Regions from separate parts of the Danio rerio genome. Here region 1 is linked to region 2. A link is a contact called in public HiChIP or PLAC-seq data. All regions are on one chromosome and are shown on one strand. Each heading gives the region's core, a stretch centred on a gene start, on an enhancer-like site or on the middle of the called end of the contact. The rest is flanking DNA. Distances are from core to core; before and after follow the strand shown. Region 1 holds the start of edf1 (endothelial differentiation-related factor 1). Region 2 holds the start of nacc2l (NACC family member 2-like).

The links. HiChIP or PLAC-seq counts read pairs in DNA pulled down with a chosen protein or histone mark.
Region 1: an H3K4me3 HiChIP or PLAC-seq map of gastrula embryo shows a contact between it and region 2, with 3 times the contacts expected there. The contact joins the promoter of edf1 here to the promoter of nacc2l in region 2. A contact is called at or near these places in 2 of 4 datasets of contacts at active chromatin or transcription factors (embryo and gastrula embryo).

Annotation. Positions count from the first base shown.
Region 1 is chr5:70,322,124-70,328,175 of GRCz12tu, reverse strand. It overlaps edf1 (endothelial differentiation-related factor 1), which reads right to left and starts at 2,844. Exons shown (of 5, transcript NM_200745.1): 1 at 2,676-2,844; 2 at 2,319-2,370; 3 at 1,900-2,060; 4 at 1,729-1,822. The coding sequence starts at 2,750.
Region 2 is chr5:70,249,626-70,255,974 of GRCz12tu, reverse strand. nacc2l (NACC family member 2-like) reads right to left here and starts at 2,863. Exons shown (of 7, transcript XM_073951595.1): 1 at 1,514-2,863; 2 at 376-1,220; 3 at 112-288. The coding sequence starts at 1,174. It overlaps qsox2 (quiescin Q6 sulfhydryl oxidase 2), which reads right to left. Exons shown (of 12, transcript XM_009301964.5): 12 at 5,318-6,349.

The DNA.
Region 1 (6,052 bases), core at 1,595-4,094, 72 kb before region 2:
ACTTTGTGAAAGGGGTTTATAATGTCTTTTTGCTCATCGTCATAAATTAAAATAGGGATGCATGACAGCTGAGAGACTATGAAATAAACCGTGGAACCAGTGTGAGGAGAGTTTACTCGCACGTAACTTGTTTTATCTATTTTGGTCCATTTACCAACTTTGGAGAGTGAAAGCGAACCGCACCAAGAAGAACAAAGTGCAACATTGTTCCTATTTTTATCTGTTTTAGGGTGCTTTCACACCTATGAATCGATTCAGTTGTTCCGAAACAGAGATTACAAATGTTACATTGTTGCTCTTTGCTCTTGGAGCGGTTCGCTTTCACACTGCAAAGTTTCTTATCGGACCAAAAGAGCTAAAACAAGTCACGTGCGACTGCGAGTAAACTCTCCTTACATTGGTCAGTGTCAGGGTTTATTTTGCAGCGTGACGCTAAGCTGTCAGGAGAGGTGGTGGTTTGGTGGTGATTGACAGGGTGCGCGTGCGCGACGTGTCTGAGGAGAGATGCGGTGGGGAGGGGTGAGAAGGGTGCGTGATGATGCCTATTTGAGGACCGGGAGGGAGACGCGAGATTACCGGGAGATTATCACTCGTTTGCGAGCATGCGGAGACTTGCGAAACTTCCCGCCATACTCATAATTCTCTCTTCATACAGCCGTATGCCTATTACATATCCATAAAACACTGTGATATAACCGCGCTCGGATCGGATCGCTTTCTCACTGCAATCGAACCGCTCCAGGGTTAGTTTCAATTGAGCCAAGACCACCTCATTCAAGCGATCTCGGAGCGATTACTTTGGCGCGGAACAGAGCGCGATTGCCCTGTTCACATATGCCAAACGAACCGCGCTAACTGGGCAAAGGAGATATGTTCCAAAACAAAAGTGTAGGTGTGAAAGCACCCTTAGAACAAAACCATCTATTTACAGGTGTGAAAGCACCCTAAGTCTATTTAAATGTCTATTTTAATTACATGACAACACTGACTCTGTAAAAAGAACCTTATTAAATTGAAAATAATCACATAAATCTTTCACTGGAAGTTTATCAGTGGCTGAAAAACACAAGCTGTGCATATACTGTTGAAGTCAGAATATTAGACCCCCTTTGAATTTTTTTCTTTTTTAAATATTTCCCAAATGATGTTTAACAGAGAAAAGAACATTTTTACAGTATGTCTGATAATATTTTTTCTTCTGGAGAAAGCCTTATTTGTTTGATTTCGGCGAAAATGATTTCGGAGGATAAAAGTAGTTTTTTATTTTTTTAAAAACATTTTAAGGTCAATATTATTTGCCCCTTTAAGCTATAATTTTTTCCGATAGTCTACAGAAGAAACCATCATCATACAATAACTTGCCTAATTACCCTATCCTGCCTAGTTAAGCCTTTAAATGTCACTTTAAGCTGTATAGAAGTATCTTGAAAAACATCTAGTAAAATGTTATTTACGGTCATCATGGCAAAGATAAAATAAATCAGTTATTAGAAATGACTTATTAAAACTAGTATGATTAGAAATGTGCTGAAAAAAAAAATCTCTCTGTTAAACAGAAAGAGGGGGGAGGTAAACGGGGGCTAATAATTCTGACTTCAACCGTAGCCCATTGTGCTTTACAAATAAACAGCCTAGCCTAAGATAATATCATTAAAATAACACAAACTTTATTACAGTAGACAATTAGCTATTGTGACCAAAACAAATAGAAGAAGGATAAAATCCTACCAATGGCTCGCTCGATTTTCCCCATGACCTGATTATTGGGGATAGCCTTCCCACATTCATACTCTGCAATGATCTGTGGCTTCTCGTTAATTTTCTGCAAGAGAAACGCACAATTATATTTCACCACCTCAAAAATAAATGAACCTTACGGTAAGTCTGGCAAACACTCACAGTAGCCAGATCTTTCTGGGTGAGGCCCTTATTCTGCCGGCCCTGCTGGATCACTTTGCCCACTTCAAGTGGCACTCTCTGGTGGCTGAGCTCCTCCGTCTCTCTGTCCAGCTTGGCTGTGTTTTTGGTTACAACATGTTGTTTATTTTGCCCAGCAGCCCCTAAGGAGAAAAAAAAAACAAGATTGTTTACTCAGTGTACTTGCTAGCAATGCTCCAATACTCTATATAATATTGAACTATTTGGTACGATTTCCATGGTTCAAGTACATGGTTTCTACAGGTTTTATGAAATAAAATGTAAGACTTTTTAAGACTATGTGTGAAGGTAAAACCAACTTTACCTCAATGAAATTACCAGCACATTTCACTCCAGTTAGTGATATAAACAGATCTTATATAAAAGGTATGTATTCTTACATTTCTTAGACGTTTCCACAGCTTCTCCCTTTCTCTGAGCAGCAGTCACAGCCTAAAAACAGAGGTTATAACGTTGTTATGTAAACCGAAACTCCATGTAGATCTTTGAACTGTGTTGTTATGATCACACTTATTATGGCCTCCAACAGCACGTTTCACATACTGGCTAATTCTCGAAGTTATACGTTAACATTACTACTCCTTTTACTGTCACATTGATATTTAATGCTTTGGGACACACATTATATCGCATTAGTCGAAGACAAACATTTATAAACAGGTCAAAGCAACAATGTGCTCGTCATACGTGAACTAATCACGTCAGCAAACTATATGTAGCAGAAGCGTGTGAAATACCTGCTTCGACTTGGACTGCGCGGCCGATCCCTTCTTCCTCAAAACGGTCACCGTGTCCCAGTCGCATTCTGCCATGATTTTTGGATGATTTTGTTGTTGTTGTGTGTTTAGAGGTGTTTGATTTTAGGGCAACTGCGGGGCGTTGAAGTTGTCGAGCACGTCCCTTTTTGCTCTTTATGCTAGTGAACTAAACCGGATATACGTCACCGTGTGGGCACATGTCAACAAGCCCCTTTAACGTGAGTAAAGCTTATCGTATTGAGAAGGTGTGGGTTTTAAAATTGTACTGAAAAACGTACAATTTATTATAAGTTTAGATAAATAGTGCGTGTTATGAACGGTCAAAAGCTTTTAATTTGCCATGCGTGGCATCTGACGCAACAACTTGAACGAATTAGCAAAGTTAACGTTAGCTAGTTGTGAATGACAGAAAATAACGTATTATTATATATTAACGTTATAATATTAACGTTTTTATTAGAAATAAGATCACATTTGTTACAGCTTAAAATTAACAAACCACCTATTTTTTTGTAAATAACAACGATTTTAAAATGCTGTAAAAATGTATTAATAATTAAACGAACGTTGTTATTTTTGTCATGTTTTTTGACGAGGTTACATTTATTTTAGAACAACACAATACCAATGTTTTAGCTTCTGAAAAGTGTCTGGAACCCAGATTTATCTATCACAATAAATTAATACATTTGATACTTATTATAGTCTTTCCATTTGTCACTTTCTGAAGAAAAACAAATATTCTCTTTCTTATTTGGAAGAAATGTTATCAGACCTTTATAGAATAAAGCTAATATGAACCCTCAATAAATCCAGTATATCATGAGAGAACATACAGAGAAAGTGGTCTCTTAATTTTCTTTCCATAGCTATTATTATTATTATAACAATCTATTTTCTCTATCATATGATATAGTGTGTGTCATGAATGGTCAAAAGCTTTTAATTTGCCCCTCGTGGCATCTGACTGCATCTGCATCCGCAACAACTTGAATGAATTAGCAAAGTTGTTAGCAAGTTATGAATAACAAGAAATAATACAAATGCAGCAATTTAGTATCTTAGTTCAAGTTAATTTATTGTTTTTAATAGGAATAAAATATTAGTTTGTTTATATCCGTTTAAAGAAAATAAACCACATTAGGGTTGTAACGGTATGAATTTTTCACGGTATGATAATCGTCTAAAACAATACCACGGTTTGACGGTTTCGCGGTATACGGTATGTTACAAAATAATAGAACAGTGAAGCAAATTTGACTTTTTTCAAATAATATATTTTTAGTTACTATAAACAACACCACTTACAATGAACAAATAAAAATAAGAAAATAATAAATAATGTGTCAAAGTCCAAATAAACATGGTGCAAATCCTCAGTAAAAAAATAGATATAAATATTTACTATACTATAAATAGTTACATAACGAAACTAGATTAAATATGGAACATCCTTAGGTTTTATGTGCCAGCATGGATATGGTTGTCTATGGATATGGATATGGTTGTCTGCAATGCAGACAAACAGCTGCATCTTCATTTGCGTCTTTTGAAAACAGCAAGAGCAGCAGTTCGTCTTTGCTGTGTCACTGTTTTGTCATGTTTCTGTGCTGCTGTGCATGCAAAAGTACTTAGTATGAGAATTATTTCATGCAAAACTTTTTTTTTGCGTTTTATTTAGCCGCGCATAAATGTATGCCTATCTCTCATTCCGTGTTGTTCAAAAAGCTTGTTTCTCAATATGCGTTCTTCAGCGGTCTTGTGTCCTCGTGAAACGTCATCATCAGCTGCCTAAGTTCAGTTCCAATACTCAAGACCGCAAGTACGGAGGACGCGTGAAACTTCCCGGATGTGTTCTTGATATCGAGGACGCACCGATGCAGACTTCAACAGCGAGCTCGCTCTGGAAGTCCCAGAAGTCATTGCGACTGGAGGTGGGAAGCGCAGCATTTTATTTAGATTTATTATTAAAGTTCAGAGATATTACTTATTTACCTCAGGAGTTTCCCTAAATGAAACGGTGAAGGTAAACATTAACATGAACATCTTAATAAAGGAATAAACACATTAATTGTGTTTGTTTGATGAAATTCGTATTAAAATTTGTTTTATTTATAATGTGCAGAGTATATTTATAATGTTTTTATGCAAAGTATATATTTTGAAGAGGGGGGAAACAATAAATCGTTGTATGAAGGCTGTAATGTTTAATTAATTTCCATTTAAAACGCGTGAAGGTCACATGACCATCAGGAAGAACGCAGCATCCCATTTCTCAAAGGACGCGTTCTCTGCCCTCGCGGTCTCCTGAGTTCGTTCTTCCGAGGACAGCTGGCAAGACCGCACTCTACAAGAACGCAAGTCCATTCTCTGCGTTCTTGGAATTGAGAAACAGCCTTGGTCCACAAACAAAAGCGAAACCTATGCTTATTGGTTGTGATATAGCGAGTTTGAACCAATCTGGGCATGGAGGAGGAACAATGCATCAATGTATCATGTCTGATTTGTCCGGAGACACAGAGACGAGCGTTTCTTTGTCAAATCAGCGTTGTCAAATGTTGATGACGTAACCGCACTGATTCCGGAGCCTCTGAAAGTCCGCGAATGTGGGGTCCGACCAAGATGGCGCTCTAACAACAAGCGGATCGATGTGCTCTGTAAGCTCAAACATTGTAATTGGCAAGTAGTGTTATTAGTTGAAAGCTATTTTACTCTGTGCAAAGAGAGAATATAATATAAATACTACAGAATTAGTCCCTGTTTGTGATAAGATGGGTAAATCGGAGAAAAGGAAGAACAAAAACGTGTCTCTGGGGACAGCTAACGCTGCTAATGTTAGCAGTAACGTGAGTGAAACGATGGGAGCCTCATGTAGTTATGAAACGGAAAAATTACACAATTATTCAAAAATTAGTGTGGACTTTGACGAATTTATGATGTGTGAGGAAGAATTCCCTGCACTTCCAGAAACTCCATGCAAATCACCTGCTACAAAACAACGGAAAACTGAAAGTTCGGAGGTTGCCATTCTCTCCCAACTCGGAGCTCTTTCTCAATTAATAAACACCCGTTCTGATGCTTTAGAAAATGTGATCGGAGAAAACACAAGAGCGATTACCTCCATGAAGGACGTAATTAATGAAAATACAAAACAAATTACAAGTGTGAAAGAAGCTATCGAATTTGTGAGTGCTGAGGTTAACCATCTGAAAAACAAGTATGGAGTGATGGAATCCACACTGAATAAGGTAGAGGAAACGTGCGTGGGACACGACCGAAGGCTGTCACAGTTAGAAAGTTACTCGCGGCGGTGGAATCTCAGGATGCACGGCATTCCGGAAAATGAAAGAGAGGAT
Region 2 (6,349 bases), core at 1,614-4,113:
AAACAAGGAGACCTTAGCTCTGAATCAGTGACTCAAATGACTCAGTCTGAACTGATAAATAATTCAGATGGACACGGAGTTTCAGACAGGCTGGTATTATTCAGGCCTCACCTCCAATCAGCTCCAGTCTCTCTCCAGGGTCGCCTTCTGTGTAGAGTGCAGGGTGGCACCGGTAGCCGATCTGGCTGATGAGTCCGGCAGGCAGAGCCTCTCTGTCTCCTCCCAACAGCACACAGAAACGGTTCTCCAAGGACAGAGGCAGGGAGGACACCTCCATCTTCTCTTGCACTGGGAACAGACACAACAGATCACACTCACAGGAATGAATCCTCAGCATTTTGGGCTGCAATGAGTAGTCCATTAAAAGACATTTACTGGTGTAAATCCCGGACGAGCCCCCGAATATCTTTCCATTTGTCAGACTCTCGTACGAGTCATCTTCAAAGTCCTCCTCCTCGTTTTGATGAGAAGTTGGGCTGTCTGTGGTCGGGAGGCTAGAGGCACCGGGGCTGGCATGATCTCGGGTTGATTGCTCATAAGCATGCATCACGGGTATGACACCGTTCACACCTGCACTGGTGTAGAAAAGAGTGCCATTCCTTGAAGATCTGCTCCTGTGTCCCCTGTCCTCCTCAGAGTGCTTTAGCTCCCCGTTCTGAGTGCACACGGGGGTCTCCAGCTTCTCTTCCTTGATCTTGCAGACAGTTGTGGGCTGGTCGCCTAGCAACAGGGAGGAGTTGTTGTTGTTTGGGCTAGGGGGATCGTCTGTGGCAGATGTCTGTGAGTCACAGTACGGTGCGCTGGCCTTGAACATGAGGTCCATTCCCCGCTCTACGATGTTCTGGATCTGAAGGTAGCCCGCCGTGTACATGACCATCAGCTGATCGCTGGCACTAACCGTCATTCGGCCCGTGTAGCAGAAGGTCAGAATCTGCTGGAAGCAGGACGGGGCTACGGATGAGGGCAGCTCGAAGAGCGTCTGGGTACTACCGCTGAAGAGATCGCGGAAGTAGAGGCTGCTGGCCGCCAAAACGGCACGGTGGGCCTTGAAGGCCTGTCCGTTGACCATGATGGCCACATCGCAGTGCTGGCCCAGCAGCCGCTGTTCGTTCAGGCTGTCCAGAACCGTGCTGCCAAAGTTTGGAATCTCCATGTGCAAGAGCTGAGACATCATGCCCGTTTCAGATCTCCGGAGAAGACAGGATTTTCTCACCAGACATCTAAGACAACAGAAAGTCACAATGAAGGTGGACCAGCCTGATGAGGTAACAAACTGAAAATGACTAGATTCAAAAGTCACACAATGTTTATCTGGTGCAGACACAGCAGAAAAAATGCGACAGAAATGCTGCACAGCAACTCCCTTGGTAAACAGCTCTCTTCACCCCAACATTACTAGAGTCTGCATGTTTGGCAACTCAGCATAAGCTTGCCTGGAGTATTCAAAAGAAGCTGAAAAGTGACCCACAAACCCACCCACCCACCCTCCCTCTCCACCCCGCCACTACCTGACCTCTATAGCAGAATCTTCCCAGATGAGAGAGAGAGAATGCGGGCAGGCTCCACACAGCAGCTCAGCATGAGGAAAGGTAGCTTGAGAAGCAGAGAGATACGTCTCAATCCGTCCTCTTCCTCCCCGCACAGGACTGAGCCAGGGAGAGGGAAAGCGAACGTCTGTGTGCAATCGATGCACCATCTACTGTATGTCACAGAAAGGGGGAGAGAGGCTATAGGCACAGACACAGAGACTAGGGAGAGAGGGGGAGGGAGTGAGACTGAAGGAAAGTCATTTAAGGACACAGAGTGAGAGAGAGAGAGAGAGCGAGAGAGAGAAATCGAGCAAGAGAGAAAGAGAAAGAGAGAGAGCCTGATGCGGATAACTGCCCTGCAGAGAGTAAACGTGTTCATGTGCGATGGAGACAAAAGACAGGCAAGACAGAAAGAAAGAGAGAGAGAGAGAGAGAGAGAGAGAGAGAAAGAGCAATGGCTCACTTTTATTTGAGCGTCACACCGCACGAAGAAAAGACAAGAACGGGAGCGTTCACCCTGCATGCACCAACCCCAATGCGTGCAGACACATAATCCATCAGAAGCCGTCTCTGCCACGATCAGCTCCGTGCTCAGGATTATTTACATTAAGGGCAGACAAATGGTGTGTGCCAGGAGAGCAGCTCTGCATTGCAGTCCCTGTCACAGGCTGGCATGCTCAGTACAGAGTCTGCATACCCAATCAGATGTGCCAACACGGCATCAGACAGATACTCAACCGATAAGAAAAAGAAAGGAGGGAGACTCAGTCTCAAAGCTGCCCTGAATGTCAGATCAGTACATCAAACCCAGAGCGTTTTAAGGCGGCACGTATCAGACGGACGGCTGAAAGACTGTAGTGTGCGAGGAAGAGTTGAGTACAGAGCAGTGGGGCAGTAAAGCAGCGTCTCTCAGCAAAGTGGGGAAGAAGGCGCTGTGCTTCAGTCTCCGAGTTTTAATGCTGAGACGCCGATGGGCTACAGCGTGAGTCAGCGCTATTAGAGATAAACTGCCGTGTTCCACTCGTCTAATATCAACAGCAAATAAATTAGAATAAATCAATAAAGCGTGGCAGACACACGCCCGGTGACTGCTGCATAACTTGATTCCTGCCGTCTGTCTGGTCTCTAACACTAAAAAAAAGCAGCAAAACGTGACACTTTCATCTCCAGAAACTCCCCTCAAACTTTGTTTCCCGCACCATTTAGGAGAATGTTCTGAAGAAACGAACACAGCAAGTTATTCTACATTCGCAAACAAGAGTGCCTGTGCAGACATCTGTTAAGTTGACAGCTGGAGCTCTAGTAATAGACAGCGTTAGTATGGTCACATGTATGATGTCCCTGAGGAGAACAGACTGCAGTCTGAGCTGGTGGGGAGAGACTCCACACTGCCTACTAGAGGACAGACATGGACGTTGCAGCAATCGAAAAACTTAAATGACCTCTCAATGTGCTCAGACTTTAAGTCGCAGTTACACTGTGTTCTCAGTACGGTACGTCCAACTGTTCTCCTGATAAATGGTCGTTTAAGAAGGCTGCTCAGAAAACTGTTGTACATGTAACAGCACAGTATTGTGGTGCATTATAAAACATCAATGCTTTAAAGCAGTTCACTCAAAAATAAATAATATTTACTCACCCTTTACTTGTTCCAAATGAGTTTCTTTCTTTTGTTGAACACAGATGATGATATTTCGAAGAAACGTAACCATTGATCCTTTTGTTTTTCCTTATATGGAAGTCAACTGTTGCAGGTTTTCAGCTTGAGAGTGAGGAAATTAGTATTTTCAGTTGAACTAACCCTTTAATAGACACTCTTATGAAATAAAAAAAAATTATAATCATACATTTTTATTTGAAAGACAACTTACAGCGTTCTTTATACAAAATGCAACGGCTCCTCTGTTAGGACAAACTACATATATACAGAACAACTGCCCCCAAAAATAGTCTTTACATAAAAATATCATTCTTAAAGCACTGGAAATAATAATATTAATAATAATAATAATGAACAAGCAACGTAATTTACAGCCGTTCATTTGGAGCAGCTTAAAAGGCCACCATTATGTGCATCTACCATCACAACACATAAGCCATATTTTATTAGGGAATATTTATCCTCCACAACAATGCTCCATTAAATAGTGAAATATCACAAGGTGAACACGTTACTTCAAATCAGTCCACAAAGCAAACTTTGTTTAATAATGGCATTTTAAAACAGTTCACAATGTCAACAGGCTTGTAAACTTTGAATTAAAAACCGCAGTAGTGATATACATTGAACACTGAACAGCCTGTAATCAGGAAATCCTCGGAGTACATTAAATGAATCGCTGCCTATAAGGTTCAACATAGATGGTGTGTGTTTGGAGATTTATATTAAAACGCATTGATCATTACAATCACTTGTACAAAAAAATAAACTGAAAATATTGTGATCAATATAGTTTAGCACCAAATTTGACACATAATTTGATGACTTTTGAAATGCATTAATGTAGTTATCATAAATCCCCTGGTGAGGAAATTTACAATAAGATTTTTAAATCAACTCTAGGAATAATGTCACTTATAAGTAGGGACAGACAGAATCTGTGGATGTTTTTTGCCATTTCTGCAGAGAATTTTGATAAAAATCTGCGGAATTATTTTGGGAGTATCATAACTAAAATCTAAATATTTTAAATAAAAAATAATATCTTTTTAACTTTTATTTAATGTTTAAAATGCAAATCCAATTAAATTCATTTTATTTGGTAAACAAAGCAAGTCTCTCATATATCTACTGAAAGACAGAAAAAATTACTGTACAAACTGCATTGTACATAAATCAGATGAACATTTTCATATTAGTCAATAATATTACTGTAATTATTTAAAAACTGAGTAAATCAAGATTCACACACATATTTACTCAAGTAGATAAACAGAATTAACGATGGCCTAAAAATCTGCAGAAATATGCGGAAAATCTGCAGAAATCTGACCGTGCAGATTCCGTGTGGGCCTACTTATGAGGTCAATAAGATAGAAGATCACCTGAAAATTCTGTTTTACTGGATATATTCGGTATGGCTTTAAATAAAATGTTACTATGTGTTTCTTTTAATAGTCTAATAACATTTCTTCTCAATTTCAAACAGAGATTCTGCCATTTAAAGAATATTTTTTTGTTATTGAAAATCATGGTCATTCCAGCAAATATTGCTTTATTTATTTATTTATTTATTTATTTTACTTGTACTGTGTTCTCTAAAAATGAATATAAACATGTCTCAAGGCTGTTTTTTGTGAGTAATCAACCAAAAGGCAAAAGGCCGATTTATACTTCTGCATCAAGTGATCGCCATGACCCTACATCGTAAGCCTTGCGCGTAGCCGTGCATTTGTACTTCTGCATGCTGATAGGTTACGTTCCTCTGTGTTGAGTTACTTCGAGGGTGTTTTGTTTTTTCTGAATGCTACCTCAATATACAAGTAGTTAAAGCTCGCTCATTCGGAGACTGGAACCTGCTAACTTTAATCAAAAGGTAAACATAAAACAACTAAAGCTCCTTCACAGGATTCAGCAGTTAAACACTCGCTCCATCGGGCTCACAGCTCTCAGCACCACCCATGCTCATCACTGCTACCAAGCCAACCAATCACAGAGTTTTCGCTACCATACGCGATGCAGAAGTATAAATCGGCGTTTAGCCTTTTGGTCGATTACTCAAAAAGGTAATGATTGGCACTCATCAAGTAATTGCTTCGTACCGTTTTTACTTTTCCTTCTTACATTCTTCGAGTGATTTAAAGACAAACGTTTCGGCACTATGCCTTCCTCAGTGTGTGATTACTCACAAAAATCCTCTAAATGTCAGAGGAGGGGGACTCCAGTCACATGACTTAACTCAAGTCAGACTGAAGTTGCAAAATTTAGGACTTGAGACTTGCTTGGCAAATATCCAAAAAGACTCGACTTGCTTGGATTTGACTGTCATGGCTTGAGACTTGACTTGGACTTGAGTTGAATGACTCGAAATAACTTGTTTTAGTTAAATACAAACTGTTTGTTTTAAAAAAAGTCTGAAAGTTCTAACAAACGCAAGCGCAGTCTTATTAGCTTATCGGTTCTCAGATTGCTCTGAAAGATAGGTTCTCTGTACTTTTCTGAATAAAGCACTGCAACCAATTCCTGACTCGCGTTGATGATTTTTTAAATAAGTGGATAACTATACATATTGTTTTTTGTCCATGTCAAAGGGTGCCAGGTAAGTTAAAAGGTAAGTAACTTTAAGTATTTTGTGGATTAGTATTTACTGGAAACACAAAGTTGAATTTGCTGAACTAAACCAATCAGGTCATGAAGAGTATACAGTAACGAGAAATGGAAGGCGCTCCTCCAAAGATGAAATTCGGGTTTAAAGATTACAAGCAAGACGACGCCAAAAAGAAAAGCAACATGCAAAGCATGCAACTCAAAAGTGAGTGACTCAATTACCACAACTTTTAAGTTCATTTGACAATTTAAATCACACCAAAGATAGTAAGTTATGAAGTTAGTTCAGTTGTTTTCAGCTTACATCTTGGCTAATCAAAGTTTATACTATTTGTATATACAAAATAGCAAAAGTTCGAAAATCTACAAAAATTTGATTGACTTGAAAGTGACTTGCTAGACCAAGCTACGACTTCACTTGACCTGAAATAAGCGGTGACTTTACTTGAGTCTGACAAAAATTGACTTGACTTGCTTGAGGCTTAAAGGTTGACTCGAGACTTGCTTGTGACTTACCCCCACCTCTGCTAAATGTCAACATTTCTGTTTTAAA